Regions from separate parts of the Mus musculus genome. Here region 1 is linked to region 2. A link is a contact called in public HiChIP or PLAC-seq data. All regions are on one chromosome and are shown on one strand. The core of a region is the stretch at or near the end of the contact, and the rest is flanking DNA. Distances in the headings are between cores, read along the strand shown.

The links. HiChIP or PLAC-seq counts read pairs in DNA pulled down with a chosen protein or histone mark.
Region 1: a contact with region 2 is called in an H3K27ac HiChIP or PLAC-seq map of acute myeloid leukemia, with 4 times the contacts expected there. The contact joins two enhancer-like sites. A contact is called at or near these places in 1 of 39 promoter capture datasets (cranial neural crest), 1 of 15 datasets of contacts at CTCF or cohesin (large pre-B cells), 2 of 115 datasets of contacts at active chromatin or transcription factors (acute myeloid leukemia and bone marrow-derived macrophages) and 1 of 9 other capture datasets (embryonic stem cells).

Annotation. Positions count from the first base shown.
Region 1 is chr11:79,286,370-79,289,069 of GRCm38.p6, forward strand. No RefSeq gene overlaps it. Among named protein-coding and RNA genes, the nearest start is that of Gm30561, 18 kb to the right of the region's middle. Within about 2 kb of position 1,347, at least 116 of the 459 cell types and tissues checked have an H3K27ac peak or open chromatin away from gene starts, as enhancers often do. A contact at or near this core is called in acute myeloid leukemia and bone marrow-derived macrophages, where this site is marked.
Region 2 is chr11:78,598,967-78,601,666 of GRCm38.p6, forward strand. All of the region lies in intron 3 of Nlk (nemo like kinase), which reads right to left. Among named protein-coding and RNA genes, the nearest start is that of Tmem97, 50 kb to the left of the region's middle. Within about 2 kb of position 1,280, at least 86 of the 459 cell types and tissues checked have an H3K27ac peak or open chromatin away from gene starts, as enhancers often do. A contact at or near this core is called in acute myeloid leukemia and bone marrow-derived macrophages, where this site is marked.

The sequences.
Region 1 (2,700 bases), core at 97-2,596, 690 kb after region 2:
TACGGTCTTATCAGTAAACGGCCTGTCTGGCAGCCCGCTTCCGGTTTCAGGCAGAGATCTCTCCAGTTTATTTTAGTTCCTTTATCTTCCTAGTGAGATTAGGATCCACCCAGCCAGAAAACTAGTGTTTCTTTGTTAAAGCAGCAGGCCTTGGGCCTGACATTTCTCCAGCTAGGTAAACATCAGGGATGCCAAACAGTGGGCTGGGCTGGCAGCTGGTCCACAGCAACAGGGGTTGTGGGAAGCCAGCAGGGAGGGCCCCCACCAGTCTTCTGGGGGCAGAACACCGAGGACTTCTCTTTCCTGGTGGGCCAGTACGAGGCAGCAAATAGGAAAGCACTTCCGGAGGCAGCGAGGGACGCTACAACTGGGGAGTAAGAGCAAGCCTACTAGAACACTGAACCCACCCCCAGCAGACTCCACCTGCCTGTCTTTACATTCTGCACATCTAGTCTTCCACTGCCCTAAGGGTTGGAAAGAGGACTCTCTCTACTCTCACTTTACCCAAAAATCACCTCGCTTCTGCCGTCGGAATTCTTTTTTTTTTTTTTTTTTGTTTTTTGTTTTGTTTTGTTTTGTTGTTTTTCGAGACAGGGTTTCTCTGTATAGCCCTGGCTGTCCTGGAACTCATTCTGTAGACCAGGCTGGCCTTGAACTCAGAAATCCGCCTGCCTCTGCCTCCCAAGTGCTGGGATTAAAGGCGAGTGCCATCATGCCCGGCTGCCGTCTGAATTCTTAACTGTCCTATGGAGTAAAGTGGCAATATCCCGGACATTCCTGACAACGACTAGGAGGATGCTGGTGATCTGCCAGCATCCTAACACGAACCCAGCATTGGGGTGGGGGTGGGTGTGTGCGTGGCTCAATGGTAGAGTGTCTGACCATCATACTCAAGGCTCTGGATTCCATCTCCAGCCCAGCAAAACAAACAAAAATCCATACCAGAGAGAGCCTGGGGCCTCCTGGAAGAGCCAGCTCCTTTACAGAGTGCTGGAGCCAATTGTAACTGTTGGGAAGTGGAGGTAGAGGCATAGGCAGACTTCAGTCATCCCCCTGCTTCCTGCAGAGGTCAGAGAAAAGGGGGGAGGGGCCAAGCGGATGCCACATTAATGAATGGGTCTCCTGGCACTCCAACTCATCCAGATGTATGACTCCCTTTTCTCTGAATTCCGGAGACCAGGTTAGCAAGTATCTAGAGCCTGGGACTCATGGCCTTAGGCACTATCACCAGTGAATATATACGCCCATCCCACCCCCTTAACCCAGCCCTCAAGAAATGCCTCCCTCTTCCTCCCTAGACATATTTAGACTCGATTTCCCAATTTCACTTCCTGTGTTGCAATTTCCCTAAGCATGTGACTTAATGTTTATCAACTGTCACCAGGCAGAGGCGGAGATGGTGGAGAGCGGCCTCCTACATTGCCTTCCTAGTCCACAAAAACTAGACCCACCTGTCCCCCTACCCTGGCCAGGTGTCTCCTCCACGTGTTTGGTTCTAGGATCTATGCTTTTTGTTCCTAGTGACAATAGGTCAAAGGTACTGGTATTCTTGGCTTTAACCACCTAGCTTTCTTTTAAAAAAAAAAAAAACAACAAAAACTATTTAAAGGTCTACCCACCCACCCCACCACCACCCACACCCATGCACGCATGCCCGCACACATGGGTTTCTTTGCAGATGATATCCCAAGAGGCCTTTGTTCCTGAGGTTGAGTCTCACTTTCAGGCTTCCTGGTGGTCCTGGAGGACATTGCCTGCTGAATTCACAGTTTGGGCCCTTGGTTTGAAACCAGGAACTGGGACAGACAGGTCTGCTGTCATTGAGCACTGGTGTGAGCAGTTCTCACTGGGTGTAAATGTTGACACCCAGAAGTCACAGCAAGCAGCACACTTGAGGAAGGCTCAGGTGTTCAGGTGATCACTATACTGCAGGGTCCTCCTCTGGGCCCCAGGGGGGTGACAGGAGACTCCAGTTAAGTCCAGAGAGGGAGCTAGCTTGCTGTGTTCTTAAGGCCTCACCTTTTCAAAAGGCACCCAGCGCCTTAGGCAGGTCACTTACCCTCCCAGAGCTCATTTGTCACACCACACGGTCTAGGAGACTCCAGGTCTGAAGAGGCCACAATTTTCCCATCATTTCTGTGCTTCTCTCCATAGTCTCGTTCACCCTTCAGTTTAATGGAGTGTGTTGTTTGTCTTTCCTGTAATAATGGGACTGTAATTCAGCCAAGAAGTTTGATGGGCTATTAATTTTATTACACCATCAGTCTTGATTCCCAAACATAGGCTCAGATGGGCTCTGGCTTTAAAAGTCCAGGGACCGGAACTCTGCACTAAAAAGAAGAACGCATGTATGTGCAAGAGGGCCTGGGCTCTGGAAATGATATCTTCATTCTGTCTACGGCTGGCATGCGCTTCACTCATGTTGGCTGGAAGTTTCTAGAATGAAGCTGCTGACCTGTGGATTGGGACTCATGTGCTACCCTCTGTGCACATCACAGACACACCACACACCACACCACACACACACATACATTAAAAGCCAAACAGCTTGGTGCTGATGGCACATACTTGTAATCCTAGGATTTGGGAAGCAGAGGGAGGCAGATCTCTGTGAGTTTAAAGCCAGCCTGGCAGCCTGGTCTACAGAATGAGTTCCAGGACAGCCTCAGCTTGGGAAACAAAACAAACAAAACAAAAACA
Region 2 (2,700 bases), core at 30-2,529:
AAATAAATATTTTAAAAAAGACAATGGATTCCAGGGTAATTTTTGGGCTGCAGTAAAATAGGGGGGGGGTGTTATTGGCCCTTAGCAGGAAAACAGAAAAAAAAAATTAGATTATTTGAACTCTAAGCCAAGCCTTTGATGAGAAGTCAAAGTTCCTGTAAGTTTGGAAGTCATTAGATGATAAAATAAATAAAGGCGGGCTGGGGATTTCCTCTAGAAACACAGTGCTTGCTTAGACAGTGTTAAGGCCCTGGGGTTCTGTCCCCAGCAGTGGCAGGAGTCAGAGAAGGATGGTTACCACAGCTAACTTCTTGGGCTTGAGGTGTTTGTCAGTGATGTCATGAGCTACTCAGGGGGCTGAGGCAGCAGGACCCCAATTTTGAGGCCTTCCTGTGCTGCAGAGTAAGCTCAAGCCCAGACTGTATAACTCAGTGAGACTGTCTCAAAATAAAGAGAGCTGGGGGAACAGCTCTGTAGAAGAGCACATACAAGGCCATGGCTCAATCTCCAGGATTCAACAAACAGAAAGGAGGAAAGAGAAAAAGGAGTAAGCAAATATCAGTCTTTACTTTCTATCAAATGAAATGTCACATATAGGGTATTAGTGCTACATGCTCCTATTTCTCTGCAAGAGACATTTACATATCATTTTTAGAAAACCCCTCCATCTCCAGCTGCAGGGCATCTGCCACTCAAGTCTTCTGACCTCAAAGCAACAGTACCCATGTGCATATGCTCCTCCAGACACAAAAGGATGCACACGATTACGTACAAATGATCTTTAAAAATCAGGTAAGCTCAGTGGTTAAGAGCACTGATTGCTCTTCCTAAGGTCCTGAGTTCAAATCCCAGAAACCACATGGTAGCTCACAACCATCCATAATGAGATCTGACGCCCTCTTCTGGGGTGTCTGAAGACAGCTACAGTGTACTTACATATAATAAATAAATAAATCTTTTTAAAAATTCATGTAAACAGATCACCTGTAATGGAGCTATAAACTCAACCCCAATGACAGGACATTCTTTAGAATAATGCATACTAGCCTGGCGGTGGTGGCGCACGCCTTTAATCCCAGCACTTGGGAGGCAGAGGCAGGCGGATTTCTGAGTTCAAGGCCAGCCTGGTCTACAAAGTGAGTTCCAGAACAGCCACGGCTACACAGAGAAACCCTGTCTCAAAAAAACAACAACAAAAAACCAGAATAATGCACACTAAGTGTCAGCAGCGGAGCTGTGGGTGACAGTGACGAAACACCACTTCCTGCCAGAATGCCACAAAGGCTGCTTAGGACAGCAACACAGCAGCAGAGACAAAACAGGGTCAGAGAAGCTTCTGGGGACAAGGAAATGAAGTGGGCCAGAGTGGGAGAGGAAGGAGGAGGGGTGTCAGAAGTAAAAACAGGTCTGGATAATTTACTCTGATAGAAAAGATTATGAGAAGATTAGAAAATTAATCTAGAGCCTCAACAGTAAGTAAGCCTCCCTTGACCTCTTCCTTCAATTAAAACAAATGTGAACTATGATCAATATTTACTTAACCCATCCCTAGAATGTTACATCTACTTTAGGAAGTAATTTAAGAACTCACGATAATCAGCTTCATGCCAGAAATCCTGACTGCCCCAACTGTCAAAGACAATCCTGCAGAAAACAGGCAACACAATCACCACAGAAACAAACGCTGACATCAAATTCTGACCTTCTATTAACAGTAAGATGATTGGGTACTTTTCTGTTTTTAGGAAGTCATGATTACTCAAGCAGTTTCAGAGGCGCAGGACTGATGCCAAGAGCATCTTTGTTTAACCATCATCATTAGCATTGATAAATACTGACTGGGTACCAAGTGGGTGTAGAGAGCATGCTAGCTCAATGACAGAGAAAGAGGATGGAGGCATGCACAGCAAACATTCAAGGGACTGAGGAGAGACTGGCACTGTATACATACAAGAATGACACGGCAAGGACAACAAGGGAATTGGCCAAAAGGGAGAACAGTTGCTACAGTCTTCACAGTTTGCTTTGCACCTCAGTTTACTTTGTTTTATCTATTCCCACTAGCTCAGAGAAGTTAGCCCTATCTTCAAAATCATTCCATAGAGACGCAGTGGGTCTAGAAGGGTAAACGAATGAGTCAGAGGTCACACTAGCTCGAAACAGACCTCTGGTGCCAGAGCCCAGTCCTTGTTTTCAACTATACCCTGTTTGTTAAAAAATGAAGCAAACCCACATGACAAACTAAGAACAAAATAATTACACTTCAGAAGGGAAAAAGGCTTCAAAACTGATTTTTGAAAATGAGAAGCTGAACAGACTTAGCTGGTGGGAAGGTGCTGTGATGCAGATCCCAAATGATCAGGGTTACAATCTTGACTCTGTCATTTACCAGCTTGGTAACATTAGGCAAGTTATGTAACTTTCCTGTGCTTATAAAATAGGCATGATGAGGTTCTTGCCAGGATTTAAGCAACTGTGTTGAGAATCACACAGTGTCTGGCACAAAGGGGAAAGGAATGAGGTGGCAGCCATCATTATCATCCTTACAAGGAGGAGGAAGGGTAGAGTTTATTAAGTCTTAGTACCAGGAGCTGTGCCAGATGTTGGACATACATAATTCATCCACCAGTAAGGAGTGCCATCAAGTAACCTTCTCAAGGTCAGAAGTTAGCAAGCTGGGCAGGGGATTAAAATATGAAC